Regions from separate parts of the Mus musculus genome. Here regions 1, 3 and 4 are each linked to region 2. Evidence: chromatin contacts called from public Hi-C, HiCAR-type and promoter capture Hi-C data. All regions are on one chromosome and are shown on one strand. Each heading gives the region's core, a stretch centred on a gene start, on an enhancer-like site or on the middle of the called end of the contact. The rest is flanking DNA. Distances are from core to core; before and after follow the strand shown.

Evidence for each region. Promoter capture Hi-C pulls out the DNA fragments that hold promoters and counts their contacts. A called contact is a pair of places that touch in the nucleus more often than the background predicts. HiCAR-type assays count read pairs that join an accessible place to other places.
Region 1: a Hi-C map of the N1E-115 cell line shows a contact between it and region 2, with 5 times the contacts expected there. The contact joins the enhancer-like site here to the promoter of Fbxl7 in region 2. A contact is called at or near these places in 5 of 39 promoter capture datasets (cranial neural crest, embryonic stem cells, frontonasal cranial neural crest and 2 more) and 2 of 484 Hi-C or Micro-C datasets (the CH12 cell line and the N1E-115 cell line).
Region 3: a contact with region 2 is called in a HiCAR-type map of fibro-adipogenic progenitors, with 4 times the contacts expected there. The contact joins the enhancer-like site here to the promoter of Fbxl7 in region 2. A contact is called at or near these places in 5 of 39 promoter capture datasets (cranial neural crest, embryonic stem cells, liver and 2 more), 1 of 484 Hi-C or Micro-C datasets (adipose-derived mesenchymal stem cells), 1 of 115 datasets of contacts at active chromatin or transcription factors (fibro-adipogenic progenitors) and 1 of 9 other capture datasets (embryonic stem cells).
Region 4: a contact with region 2 is called in a promoter capture Hi-C map of trophoblast stem cells, with 4 times the contacts expected there. The contact joins the enhancer-like site here to the promoter of Fbxl7 in region 2. A contact is called at or near these places in 13 of 39 promoter capture datasets (cranial neural crest, embryonic stem cells, epiblast stem cells and 7 more), 4 of 484 Hi-C or Micro-C datasets (the N1E-115 cell line, embryonic fibroblasts, neural progenitor cells and 1 more), 5 of 115 datasets of contacts at active chromatin or transcription factors (astrocytes, cardiomyocytes, embryonic stem cells and 2 more) and 1 of 9 other capture datasets (embryonic stem cells).

What each region holds. Positions count from the first base shown.
Region 1 is chr15:26,517,663-26,521,306 of GRCm38.p6, reverse strand. No RefSeq gene overlaps it. Among named protein-coding and RNA genes, the nearest start is that of Gm52206, 28 kb to the left of the region's middle. Within about 2 kb of position 1,811, at least 15 of the 459 cell types and tissues checked have an H3K27ac peak or open chromatin away from gene starts, as enhancers often do. A contact at or near this core is called in the N1E-115 cell line, where this site is marked.
Region 2 is chr15:26,893,583-26,896,959 of GRCm38.p6, reverse strand. Fbxl7 (F-box and leucine-rich repeat protein 7) reads left to right here and starts at 1,396. Exons shown (of 4, transcript NM_176959.3): 1 at 1,396-1,947. The coding sequence starts at 1,911.
Region 3 is chr15:26,549,318-26,552,937 of GRCm38.p6, reverse strand. It overlaps Fbxl7 (F-box and leucine-rich repeat protein 7), which reads left to right. Exons shown (of 4, transcript NM_176959.3): 3 at 1-497. All of the region lies in intron 1 of Gm52206 (a long non-coding RNA gene), which reads right to left. Among named protein-coding and RNA genes, the nearest start is that of Gm52206, 4.0 kb to the right of the region's middle. Within about 2 kb of position 1,932, at least 8 of the 459 cell types and tissues checked have an H3K27ac peak or open chromatin away from gene starts, as enhancers often do. A contact at or near this core is called in fibro-adipogenic progenitors, where this site is marked.
Region 4 is chr15:27,231,232-27,234,787 of GRCm38.p6, reverse strand. No RefSeq gene overlaps it. Among named protein-coding and RNA genes, the nearest start is that of Gm23903, 170 kb to the right of the region's middle. Within about 2 kb of position 1,772, at least 9 of the 459 cell types and tissues checked have an H3K27ac peak or open chromatin away from gene starts, as enhancers often do. A contact at or near this core is called in the N1E-115 cell line and trophoblast stem cells, where this site is marked.

The DNA.
Region 1 (3,644 bases), core at 562-3,061, 380 kb after region 2:
AAACTTGCCCGAATCGTATGCCCTGAGTCTTTGTCCTTTATGAATAAAACCATTTCCTAATTGTCACACTTTAGTTAATAAGAATGGCATAAGCAAAGAAGAAGCAAGGTCAGTACATTTAGGGACTTTCCTAGAACAATGGACCAGGTATTTGATGGAGTAGGACTCTGCTCTTGTTTGGGGTTTTGAGCCTACATGCTGGGTTTTCAGGTCAAAATGCTGCCTCTAACATGGGGCCAGTTGTGTAGCCAAACTCTACTCAAAGAGTCTATAAAGGATTAGCCAAAGCACTTGGAAAAAAAATCCCTGAAAACCCCTTTTATTGGGAGCTGTGTTCAAGACCAAGAAGTACACAGAACTTTTTAAACACCAATAACAAGCTGGACAATTGAAGCTTATGGAAAAATATTTTACTAGGAATAAAAAAAAACAAAAGAACAAGAAGTACCTGCAAATGCCATGCTCAGTTGTAATGTTCAAATTTCACACACATATACATATAGCATAAATTCTTAGCCACATGCTTTACATTTTGGCCTATCTGCTCTCCTGAGACACTTTCTTATCTCATATTTTAGGAACAGACCTGGCCCCGCATCCTCCTTCAGGGGCACCGCTGGATTCCTTTTGAAAAATGTCTGTATTTTTCTGCAGGACTCTGCAAGTCCCGATAAGAATCCCCATGACTATGTTGGACTGAGTTGGACTGTATTCAGCTGATGAAGCCGTGTGACCTTAGCAATGTCCTCCGCCTTAATTACTTCATTTTGAATATAAGAATGGCCGTACTTACCACCTGGGTTGTTGTAATAGTAACTCATTACTTGAAGGCAGGTAACACAGATGTCTCAAGAGTGCATACAGAAAGTGTGCTGTCTTCCAAGTCTCTGTGGCAAGGTCTGAGAGAGCACCCTGTACACGTGTTGATTTCCTTTCTGAATCTAAGCCACTAGTTTTCTTTTAAAGAACAGATGTTCTTGAATTTTAGCAGAGTCATTTGGAAGTCCTGTTAACATGCACACAAATGGGTCTGAGCCCAGATCTTTTTGGTCGTTGTTATTTGCTCAAATAATCCCCATCACCACTAATTTTTAAGGAATGCCGATATTGCTTGAGGACCACACACTGAGAATCGTGGTTACAGGATATTCACTTTACAACTATAGAAGGACTTTCTTTTGGTAAAGCAAACACTTTTTGTTGACAATGGGACAATGATCTTGTTGATTAAGCAAAAGAGATGTCTCTGTGGTATATTTCAAATAACTTATCAGAATTTACATAGCAATAATGTATGATGTAGCATATCATCTTCGGTGTAAGGAAACAAACAGAATTAAAATGGGGAACAATATGACACAGACCTGATTTTAATCTTTGAATTCAGGTAACACTCTTTTGTTCTTCAACATTGGGTATCAATTTTGGCTTGTTTTATAGTTATCACTTCTATTTACAAAGCCAAGTTGAAAAGCTGAGAGTGTCTTGGGAACTGTGAGGTTGTAGGAACACATGGATGGATCCAGAGTCTAGTGGACTTTTCTACACTTCTCTCAAAGTATATCATCTGCAAGGACTTCTGAGATCACAGAGAGAAAGAAAATCTTGTCCTCTTAATGGAAAATGAAAATCCTTGTAGCATTTATGAGACTTGGAAAGGAAGTGGCTGTTCACTTCATGATATGGAGAAGTACACGAGGCAGGCACCCAAAACTCAGAGCCTGCTTTCCATCACGTTACACACAGAGGAGGGACACAGACAGGCCAGATAGTCTGTATTGGATACAGATGTCCTAAAATGAGCATGCTTACTCTGTTTAACTGCCATGGTAACACCAGCTGCTTATGAAATCATGCGAGAGAGTGAGGGGGGCTACATGTTCAGACATATATTTACAGTGATTTTTACAAACCTCATTATTTCCAAAGAAGAGCAAGATGAAAGCAGCCTGCTTATAAAACCAGACTCTCCAATTAGGCCTACCATCCCCCACTCCCTCAAACACCATTTCTGTAATATTTGAACTCGCTGGAGAATTGAAGCAATTACCAGAGCGTCCAAGAAAAGCGTCCTTTGATTCAATCAAGAGTCTGTTTCAGTAGACAGACATAATTTACCCAAATGGAATTGAATCATCCCCTTATCACCAATGATGGGCTCAGACTTCTGGTTTTCAAATGACATCTGGCTAGCAGTTACAGAGACAACCTCTCTTAAAAGACCTGAGTTTTACCTCACTTCTGGTAAAATTCTGGCTAAATATTGATGAATTAACTAAGTGAGCAAATAATAAAGATGCACAATAGCGCTGAAAATCAGATTTATTTAGAATATTTTTGTAATTTGAAGGAAAATGAAATAATGCATAAAACTTATGAAAAGGGGTATAGTGTCTGCTTGAGTCAGAGAAAGGGAGAGGAAAGATAAATCAGAATATTGGCAAAGAGTTTCTCTTTTGCCTGGACATGCCAACTTGAGCCACTAAACATAATTTGGAGATTTGGTAGCATATGCACACTCAATTCACTGGATGCTGAAAATCTTCGTATTTTCAGTGTATTTTGCGTACAATGAGAGGGAGTATTGAAGAATGTAAGTACTGAAGAAAAGAAGAGATCAGTATAAACATAAAGTCAATGAACCCTGTTTTCACTAAGTGATGGTTAATTTTATGTTGCCTGGTCTGATTTATAAGATTTCAGATAGCTAGGAAGTCATTATTTCTGGGTGTGCCATATAAAGACTTTAGTATATGGTTGGAAGAGTAAGCAAAGGTAAGAGAACTTGGCATTGTGGGTGGGCATCATGTTCAGTAGGGACATCTCTGCCAATGGACAAAGAGTTGTTGTTTCTTGGGTGTTGAGGTTCCAGTATTGTTCATTTATTGTTCTCAGGCCCCTGACATTAGACTTGGATTTTTACCCTTAGTTTTCTTGGGTCTTGTGACTTCAAGTACAGACTAAATTCTATCACCTATCTTTCTAATTCTCCCACTTGTAGGAAGTATCTGCTGGATTTCAAGGCCTGTATATGATGGAAGCAAGTTTTATAATGAATACCTCTTCTACATTATGTATATTTTACTGTCCTGACTAGATTTTGGTCAGTTTGACACAAGCTAGAATTATTTTTCTAAAAATAATGATGACTACACCAAAACAAAGCAAAACAAAACAAGCAAACAAAAACCAAAAATACCTCTGAATTGAGAAAATGTTCCCACCAGATTGGCCAATGGGAAATCCTGTAGTAAATTTTCTCAATTGGTGATTGATATAGGAGGGTGGATCTTACCAGGGATGGTGACACCCTGGAAAGGTAGTCCTATGGTATATAGAAAATCAGGACATAAAAAGCCATTCAGGCCGGGCGGTGGTGGCACATGCCTTTAATCCCAGAACTTGGGAGGCAGAGGCAGGTGGATTTCTGAGTTCGAGGCCAGCCTGGTCTACCGAGTCAGTTCCAGGACAACCAGGGCTATACAGAGAAACCCTGTCTCGAAGAAACAATAACAACAACAACAACAACAACGACGACGACGACGACGACAACAACAAAACAAAACAAAACAAAAACCAAAAACAACAAAAAAAGCCATTCAGTAAGCATCACTCCCCTGTGGCCTCTGTATCAACTCCTGCCT
Region 2 (3,377 bases), core at 147-2,646:
CAGATGCCTGCAACCCTAGCAATTTTGAGGGGGAGTGGAGGCAGATTGCTCAGATTTTCAAAGTCACCCCAAGGACCAGGCAGAATCCATCTTGTGCAGGAAGACAGCCCTGCTGTCTACTCATTTTTAGATTGATTTTGTGTTTTCTAGCAGAATCTTGTAGGGAGCCCATCATAAATTAATTTTAATTTTAATGTTTTTAATTTTATCTCATTAGACAAGTGTTTAGGAATTACACATTACTGTTTAGATATTTTAAAAGACATTAAAACATTCTTTTATGGCTTTGGAGTAGAAGACAAAAAAGGTTCCCAACACAATAATTATTCTGTTCTATCTTTGAACGTTTACACGTTTACTTAAGAATATGGTATCTGCATGGTTAAGGATAGATTTTAAACTTTGAAACATAATGTTTTATCTTTAATGAAGAGCATTGTAGGAACTCATCTAAGGAGAATTTACAAGAAGTCAAATCATCTCATAAGAAGCCATTGTTTACTAACTCCTGGGTTTCTATTCAAGAATTATGTATATATAAAGATAAACATATCACTAAGCTTTAATTTAATTTACAACATCTGTAAGGAGAAACTGCTGCGTGTTCGTTTCACCACCAAAAAAATCTGCGTGAACAACGTTCTGATCTTCAGTGAGACTTTCTAGGCACTTACATAGAAATGGAGTAGGACATTAAGATTCTCTATCTTTTTTTTTTCCCTATTTAATGGAAGGAACACCAAAGGGCGATTTAAAGGAGGAGGGGGCTTTGCAAACGCCACGTAAATCTCCAAACGAAGTAGTAAGTTACTAAATAAAAGATGGCATCAACTACAAGAAGAAAAATAAATAAATAAATGAGGAGGGAAAAAAAAGTCGTGTCTCGGAAGCTTTCAAAACTTCAGAGCCAGGAAACCTCCTTCTCAGGGCGGGGAATGTCTTTGCTCTCCAGAGACCACTCCCTTGCTAAGTTCCTCTCAAGTTTTCCTTACCCCTCCTCCATTCCTCGCGTTAGCCCCGAAACCCAAGGAGCCGCTGGAGATTGCCAGCACAGGTACCAGAAATGTGCCAGAACCGGACACTGACTGCATGTTTCTAGTAAACGTCACAAATGGGCCATTTTTTTTGTAGACAACTCCAGGGGAATTCGAAGAACGTCTTGAAGCCCACAGTCCACAGAAAACACAGCGCGCAGCACGGTCCTTCACGCCGGAGGGTTCGCGAGTGGCACGGAGAGCCAGAGCCCTGGCGGGGACCAGGAGCCGGAGCCCGGAAAAGGCGTGCTGCCCCTTTAAAAGGCCGCGCATCTCCGGGCCGGCCTTCCTCCCGGGGGCTCCAGCTGTGATTGACGCTGGGCGGCGAGAGGAGGCGCCTGGCGCTAACAAAAGTCCGGCCCGCAGGCGAGCAGCGCCGGGCCACAAGTCTCTGCTCACTCGGGGCACCGCAACAAGTGGCCGCCGCGCCCTCCCCGGGGAAGCCGCGGACGCACGGGGGCGCAGGGCGGAGGCGGAGGCCGAGGAGCCGGACAGCCTGGGGCAGGCGCGGCTCGGCTCGCACGGCTGGGGACCGCGGAGGCGCATGGGGACCCCACGGCGGTGGAGCGGCGAGTCTAGGGGCGGCACCCGGGCGCGGGCTGTGCTTCGCGCTGCTCCCACTCGCCCGGAGCGCGGAATCTGAGAGCTCCGGTGGTTGCTCTGGAGCTGGCTCGCCACCCTCGGGGGTGCCAGGAGCGGACCTAGTCCCACCCCTCCGGTCGCAGAGCACTGCGGACCCCCAAGCCCAAATCGGCCCTTGGAAGGGGCATGTGCAGCTAAGGGTCCGGTCCTGCCCGCTTTCCTCTGCCCCGCCGCCTGGGAGGTGCGCCCCAGCTATGCAGTGTCCAGGGAGGAGGCGGGCATGACGGCGACAGGATGGGCGCGAACAATGGCAAACAGTACGGCAGTGAGGGTGAGTGGGCCGAACGTACCCCCTCCCCCGACTCCCGGATCGCGCCCCCTCCCTTTCCTCTCGCACACAGCTCAGGCGCACCCTACTTTGGTGACGTCGGGGTAGCCGGCTTCCCTTTGGGCTCTGCTTGATCCAGTCTCTGGTACCTGGACGTGCCTTTCCACCACTGGGGTCTCTTAAGCAATTTTCCAGGTTGTCTTTAGGACTGCTCAAGTTGCATTTCTGCTGTGTTTCTGAACACGTGTGCCCCAGCTTTTCCTTCTCTGCGCACCTTGGTCTAGGTGATGGTTTGGCAGAGAATTGAAGCAGTCAAAACTTTCCCAGGCCTTTTTGTGCTTTAGTCCTCTGGACTTCCTCCTATCAGGAAAAAAACTTCGGGAAGAAGTTAAGCTTCCATTCTTTGCTAACTGCCCTGGTCTGACAGGTCTGTGAAACTAACCACCTATGGGTCCCGCGAGGCATGGAGTGGCTGGGAGCTTTGTCTGGGCTCTCTCGAGGCTCAAGACAGGCAGAGCACCATCTGTTACTCGGGGCTGGAAATTGCACAGAAATATTGCCTGTCAAGTGAGTACTTGGAAGTTGGGGGAAACTTTAAACTCCGCCTACTCCTAAAGGGATGATGGATGTGTGGGTTGCCTCCTCAGTCCCGCCTTCCCCGCTTTGCATAATACCAGTAGTGTTTTAACCCCTGTGATTAACAGCATGTCCCTGATATGCACAAAGCAAAGACATTTTCTACAGTTCAAGAGTTAAGGTCTGTATCGAGTGAACCTGGTTGAAAGGAGTGAGGAGACTGGGTTGGCTTTCCTGCCTTTCCCCAGAGCACAGGCGGTTACAAAGGAGGGAAGAGCCCTTTCAGACTGGCAGGAATGCAGAATAGCTATTCAGCATCTGGTGTTAAGGAACCGCTTATCAGCCTGTCCAAAACTTGGAGCCATAGTTACAGAATGTAGGGGCGTCTCTCCCTGTTTGTATCTGTGTTTACTTCTGAGCTACTTTGTAAAACTTATACTAAAAGCAAACCCTAGAAAAATCCACTCAATTAAAAAAATCATTCATTTCCAGACTATCATGTTTTGAATTCCATCCATATATTTTTTGTACATATGCAGACATACACATGCATATATAATAGTTTTGTCCTGGGCAAATACATGAGATAAATATTTGAAAGAAATGTTAATCTTTTTAGACAGCAAGTGTTGAAAGTGGGCCAAAAAAAGATTATTGGAGAGTCTTGGCCACTCATTCTCTGAAGGTATTGAAGTTAATGTTTTTAAAATGTGTGGGGAGACAAACAATGAAATGTCCTAAGTTGGAGTTATTCAAAGGGTGTTCGATAACTTTCAGCGTACTTGTCAATCCTGGATTTGATGATGCTGGAGGAGGGAGGAGGGCCTGAGAGGTACAAGATCATCACTGTGACTCAC
Region 3 (3,620 bases), core at 683-3,182, 340 kb after region 2:
CGGGGAGACAGTGGCTATGGTTCACTCCCCGCCCCCGACCCGCCTCACTCACCCACTCATTCGGCTCGCCTCCAGACCCCAGAAAGAGCAAGCCAGCATAGACAGGCTCCCGGACCACTCCATGGTGCAGATCTTCTCCTTCCTGCCCACCAACCAGCTATGTCGCTGTGCACGTGTGTGCCGCCGCTGGTACAACCTGGCCTGGGACCCGCGCCTCTGGAGGACTATCCGTCTCACTGGAGAGACCATCAATGTGGACCGTGCCCTGAAAGTACTGACCCGCAGGCTTTGCCAGGACACCCCCAATGTGTGTCTCATGCTGGAGACTGTCATTGTCAGTGGCTGCCGGCGGCTCACAGACCGGGGGCTTTATACCATTGCACAGTGCTGTCCAGAACTGAGGCGCCTGGAAGTCTCAGGATGTTACAATATCTCGAACGAGGCTGTCTTTGATGTGGTGTCACTCTGTCCCAACCTGGAGCATCTGGATGTGTCAGGTAAATGGAAACTGACCTCAAAATCTGGATATTCCTAACGTACCACTTCAGAGTAGTATGGATATTACTACTCCATACAGGGTCCCCTTCTTTTATTAGTATTTTATTTATGTTTTATTTAATTATGTGTATATGTTTATCTGTGTGTGGGTATGTGCATGTGAGTGCCGATGCTCACGAAGTCCACAAGAGGGCATTGTGTACCCTGAAGCTGGAGTTAAGGCAACTGGGGGCTGCCCATCATGGATGCTGAGATCTAACCTCAAGTCCTCTGGAAGAGCAGGGTGCACTCTTAACCACAGAACCATGTCTCCAGCCCCCAGGGTCTCCTTACCAGGGATATACAGTGAATGGTCGATAGGCTAACCGGTCAGAAAATATCTCACTATGGAGCCATATCCCTGAAAACCAGAAGTAGCCCTTGCATTTTAATATCTGCTTCCTGAAGGAACTGGGGGCACCTTGGTCCTGATAGTTTTCATCAGTACACCTTAATTGTATCCTTATACTCCAGAACAACTATGCATAATGGAAAAAAATCTAATTAAGCTAAAGAGCTCATTTAAACAGGTAGTTCAGTACCTCACCTTTGTATTTATTAAGTCAGTAGAGCCTGTGAGAGCCATAGTAAAAGCCACAGTGATGCCCCTGAATGCAAATCCTGAACTGAATGGTCAGCCACAGAGAGTAAAACCCAGGCCTGGGAGCTGTGCTCACAATAGCTTGCTTTTCCCTAACCACTGGGGAAGCCTGTCATGGTCAGATGACGCCCCCTTTTGTCTTTCCTTTGGGTTATTTTTACAGCTCTTTTAAAGCATGTTCTCAGTTACACATTACAAGGGCAGGGTCCATTGAATCTGACTTTTCATTCTTTGGAAAATGGAAGGAAATCCCAGTATAATTGCTTCACTTAAAAGTCTCTCTTAGGCAGGAAGAATTAAAGCCCAGAGTCAAACTTTGGTGCCAGACGGGACCCATCCCGAATAGCAGTATAGCACACACACACCCTATTATTTTTATCTCGTCTGCCATACAGTCAAAAGATGAACATTCAAGAGGTTGGAATATGTCAGATTTGTCAGAGAGGTTTAAAAAAATCAGAAGCATGAGCTGTGTCCTCAGGAATGGTCAGGCAAGGGTCAAGAAGTAAAAACCCACTGTGTTAGGCAAGTAAAGAGAATTTGGGATTTACAAGAATCTGGGGTAAATGATGCCCTTCAAAAAAAAAAATTGGAGGTAGAACAGCCTTCAGCTTGTTCTGTCTTTCAGAAGCCGACATCTGAAAATATTTCAGCTGACAGCCCATTATTTTTGCAGATTCTTTCTCTGGCTGGAAAGCTGCTTACTGCTCTTCTACTAGAACTGGCTTCAGGACAAAGCCATCATTACTGAGTGTTCGATTAGTCATGAGCAGCCATTGGCAGACAGAAGTGGGGAACAAGGAGGCTTTCTTAAATTCTCCATCCAAGGAACTCTGGAGAGCATGGAGCATGTGATGTGGTGGAGGATGACTCGTTTCTAAACCAAGATGGGGGACAGTTCGCTCAGCTCTGAGAGCTATAACCTGATGTGTTTTCTCTTTAGCTAAGAAGCAAAATTGACAAACTCTTCATCATTCTTGTCATGGGAACACTCGGTTGTGTTTTTCTCAGAATAGAACATGACTTGTTGGGAATCCCCAGATTTATCACAGCAGGCTCCAGGGTACCCTTCACAGAGAATGCAAGTAACTGTGGTCTCTTTTTGAGGTCCTTTTGAATTTTTTTTTACTTTTTCCAATTTTTGATTAGGTATTTTCTTCATTTACATTTCCAATGCTATCCTGAAAGTCCCCTATACCCTCCCCCCTCCCTGTTCCCCTACCCACCCACTCCCACTTTTTCACCCTGGTGTTACCCTGTACTGGGGCATATAAAGTTTGCAAGACCAAGGGGCCTCTCTTCCCAATGATGGCTGACTAGGCCATCTTCTGCTACATATGCAGCTAAAGACACGAGCTCTTGGGGTTACTGGTTAGTTCATATTGTTGTTCCTCCTATAGGGTTGCAGACCCCTTAGGCTCCTTGGGTACTTTCTCTAGCTCCTCCATTGGGGGACCTGTGATCCATCCAATAGCTGACTGTGAGCATCCACTTTTGTGTTTGCCAGGCACTGGCATATCCTCACAAGAGACAGCTATATCAGGGTCCTTTCAGCAAAATCTTGTTGGCGTATGCAATAGTGTCTGCATTTGGTGGCTGATTATGGGATGGACTTTTGAAATTCTTAAATGGCTGAAACAGCCACTTTGGCTATTTAGGAATAACATTTTTGAGATTTCTGGCCTGAGTGGGCTTGCTGCATGACCTGACTATCAGCGTTACTAAGTCTTGCTAGTTGTCCTCTACCTCGATGTCATTTTCTAGCTTATACATGTTTGTATAGCTACCTGACAGGTTGCCTATAACACCACAGATCTATACATCTATGCAGAAGAACAAAAGGGGGCCAGTAAAAGGCACAACTCCAAAGTTGTACTATTTCTAGGAAGAAATCTTACCCAGATTTGATTTTTCCTAACATATCTTGAAGAGGTAGTTGATTGCACTGCATTTTATGGCTTATGATGGAGTTTCACATATGGCTGAGTGGAGATGGACTTGAAAAGTTTAGCAAGTTGGATTTAAGGATGGGTTTTTCCTCAATACTTGCTGAAAGTTTCTCCCAATATGGCAGTGTGATTGCGCCAAAATAGACACAGGCATCAGAAGGTTGCCAAAGCTGTCCTTACCTGACACCACACCTTGGTTTTAAGCTGGCTTCAGATAGTGGCTCTTAGATAACAGTAAACTTGAGTTTGAAAGTCTCACTTTCTCTTGTGAGACTATGCCGGGGCCTAGCAAACACAGAAGTGGATGCTCACAGTCAGCTAATGGATGGATCATAGGGCTCCCAATGGAGGAGCTCGAGAAAGTAGCCAAGGAGCTAAAGGGATCTGCAACCCTATAGGTGGAACAACATTATGAACTAACCAGTGCCCCGGAGCTCTTGACTCTAGCTGCATATATATCAAAAGATGGCCTAGTCGGCCATCACTGGAAAGAGAGGCCCATTGGACTTGCAAACTTTATATGCCCCAGTACA
Region 4 (3,556 bases), core at 523-3,022, 340 kb before region 2:
CTTGCTATAATCCCTCATCTAAGAACAACCAGTTTATCAAACTAACTGTCCCTTGGAACTCATGAGTGTCTTTCTGTCTGTCTAGCAATAAGGTCGCTGTTCTCCTGTGGCTGTCATGCATTAGTGCAACAACTTCCCCTGACATTTATGTCTGCTTTCTATAGGCCATTAAATTGATTATTTATCAAATTGAAAGTATCCTCTATTATTTCATTATGGTCTAAATTGTAAACACATGGTAATGAGAAATCTTCCTTTTTAAAATGCATCTACAGAGTTACAGATTTGTGGGCATTTCTGTTACGCTTTGATTAACTCTCAAAAAATCAAGGAAAATATTCGTTGTTTATAATAATCGAATATGTAATATTGGGCATTCACAATCTAAAAGTAAAGTGTATGATTCCAGGGTGTCTGTGACAAAGCAAACCAGAGGCATTTCAGTCCAGAGCCCACTAGAGATAGTGAGTTCCAGGGGAATCTAATAGAAATAAGACTCCGTGACTCTGTAGCTATCTTTGGATAAACTTCAAAGTGAGGCTATAGATCATCATAAATGTCTGAGTGTTCAGTGCTGGTGAAGCCAACTCAGTTCTCAATAAGCAGTTAGCAGGCAGTAAAGGGGCTGTCCCCCGAGTGTGGTCTCTAGTCCATCAATCTGCCTGTAGCCTTGCATCTGGTGTGGGCTGCCAGCCCTTTCCAGGTCTGCATTGCAAGCTTGGTGTTGGGAGAAGCATGGTTTGGGCTATCTTCCCTGGAGCACTTCCTGGTAATTCTTTCCCAAACGATCAGATACTTGGGTAAGTATATTTGAAGGATTATCTTTTTAGAATAGTATGACCTTTGCATTATCCAAGGCTCGGTGAATTACCTTCCACTTGGTGCAACCACAGATTGAATTAACTTCATTTATCAGGTGACCCACGAGGATAGCTTCTCACTGTGCAAAAATGCAGCGGTGTGCACGGGAAACCCTGTGCTTGGTCTGTTACCTATAAGCTCAACTGGTCACGATAGCGGTAGAGGTTAGCTTGTGTCCTGTCCCTTCAAAATCATAAATTGCTGTTTTGTTTCTGGTTTCTTAACAATCCAGGGCATAATTATAGACTGTGGATGGTTGGTGTGGACCTTGTTGCTTTGCTTATAAACATCAAAGTCTGTATTTTAGGACTTCAAAACAACGATACACTAGTGTTTCCAAGACCTGATTATTAAGATTTACATTGATTACAGATTGCATATTTCCTCCATTTTGGAACCTATCATATCACCAAGGAAAATAATGACAAGAATTAAAGTTTTTTTTTGTTTAAAATGACAGATTCATTAAGTCATTTCCGTTAAAAATTATAATCAGGGAAGAACTGAAGCTAGTTAGAAATAAGTTAAGAAAGTTTAACTCCTGTCAATTGCAGGATGCTATTAATGCTCCTGACATTGCTTTGCTTGGTTGTTAGAAAACTGTGAAATCAAGTGGACAGGACATCCCATGTTGCCTTTCAAGTGGTTTCAGTGTAGCAATAGCTGCTGCTTACTTTGCATTCAGAAGGAGGTAATTTTTTTTTTAAAGACAATAGGTTAAGAGGACATAGTGTTTTTAACACCGGAGAGAATGAAATAAGGATAGTGTAAATACAGTTGCTTTCGTTTCAGTGGGAACTTCATGCTAAACCTGTGGGCTGAGGTGAGTTCTGTATCGGAAACCAGAGAGATTGCAAACTGCCTGTAACTCTGCTTCACTGTGTGAGTCATGGGTCCCCAGGGCTGGCTGTCGCTTCCCCTTCTTAACACGTTTACTGTTCTGTGCTAGTGCATGCTGGGACTTCATGCACCATCTTATGTTTCCTTCTTTCAGTCTTGATGTCTTAGAGGCAAATTGTTGGCACATTTCCAGTAAGAACAAGCATCACAGAGTGAAACTGTTTGGGTGGTTTTGGGTGACTTGTGTCTGTATATATATTTTGCCTGACTCATGGCTCTGAGGATGCAAGAGCGAACGTAACTGATGCCGCGGCACATGATTTGTATCACAGAGGCCATGCTGGGTTTTAAAAGGTGTTTTTGGATGGTCAGAATTTAGTCAGAAGTAGGTGTATGAGCAGAAAAAAAAGGGGGGAGGAGATGGTGTATGGGAAGTTTTGATTGCCAGATATCACCATGGACACAGCTGATGGGGTACCTGGGCTGGAGCACAGAGAATGAAGAAAAAACCATAGAGAATTATTTGGGGGCTCATGTTAAGATGGTCAGGTAAGCTGTGCTGAGGCTCTGATCCTCTGTCTGTAAGCATCTGTCATCTGAGAAGAGTGTGACTCAGACTCGCTTGATTAGCTAGCAGTTGTGGGACACTCACGGTGTTGTACACTGTGTGCTACGTGCTTATGCGTTAGCCATTTCCTTTCCCAGCCCGTGGAATAAATAAGATCGACGGTCTCTTTTAGGTAGGTACATGGGGGATCTGAGCAATTTACTGAAGTCCTCTCATAGGGACAATTGGAAGCATGACAGAGCCCAAGCTTACACTCAGGAGACTAGGCTGCCAAAGGCAGGCTCAAACCCAGCACACTAGCCAGGGCCAATACTGGAGCAGATCGCTCCCAAGGGAGAAGACTGGCACTCTCTGAGTACACAAGTGGCAGGAAGGACTCAAGATAGTCAGGGAAGTACAAGGGACAGATGCAGAAGATGACCTGTGGTGGCACAGCACTCAGGCTTGTTAGAGAAGCAGGAGTTGGCCATTCACCTGTCACTTTTTCAGGCCCTCTCCACTCTGCCCCCATGCCCTTCCTACTTCTCTATGTGGTGAACTGCTCTCTTAGTCATGTAGGTGAGGCCCTACCTAGGTAGAGTCGAGGGAGGATGAAATTTTTTTCCCACTTCAAACACACAGAATTTGGGATGCTGCTATGTTTTCAGCAAGCTATATTACTCTACACAATCTATTTCTTGTGATAACTGTTTTTATAATTGTTCTTTCCTGCACTTGCCTTGCTTTTTATCCGAAGGAGACACTTCATATTTACTCTAGAGTTTTAATGCTTTTAGAAAAGCCCTGAAAGCCGGAAAGAAAATGAAAATGTTGTTTCTTCAGTTTGGGAAGTTGATAGTCTCTGCTTAGGACCATGGGTTTGTGATTTGTGGCTCATTCATCACCCGAGACCACACAACTCCCTTCTTTGCCAAGTTTTGATCTCATGTACAGTCATAAGAAAAGCGTCTCTCAAGATAAATGTTTACAACAGGAGGTCTTGCTCAGAACACTGAATTATGAATGACAGGAGTTCTTACTCAGAACACTAAATTATGATGTTCATTTGCATCTCAGTTTATTGAGTCAACCTAACTTAGAGAATCGATATCATCATAATAATATCGATGATGACATGTCATGGGTCTATAGAGGACCTTCTGCCTTCTTTTTTTGTTTATTTGTTTGAGATTATCATTTAATTGCAGTGTTTTCCCCTTCCATTTCCTCCCTCAAAATCCTTCTCTATATTACACCTCCCTCTCCTTCAGATTCATGGCTTCTTGTTTTCATTAATTGTTACGACAT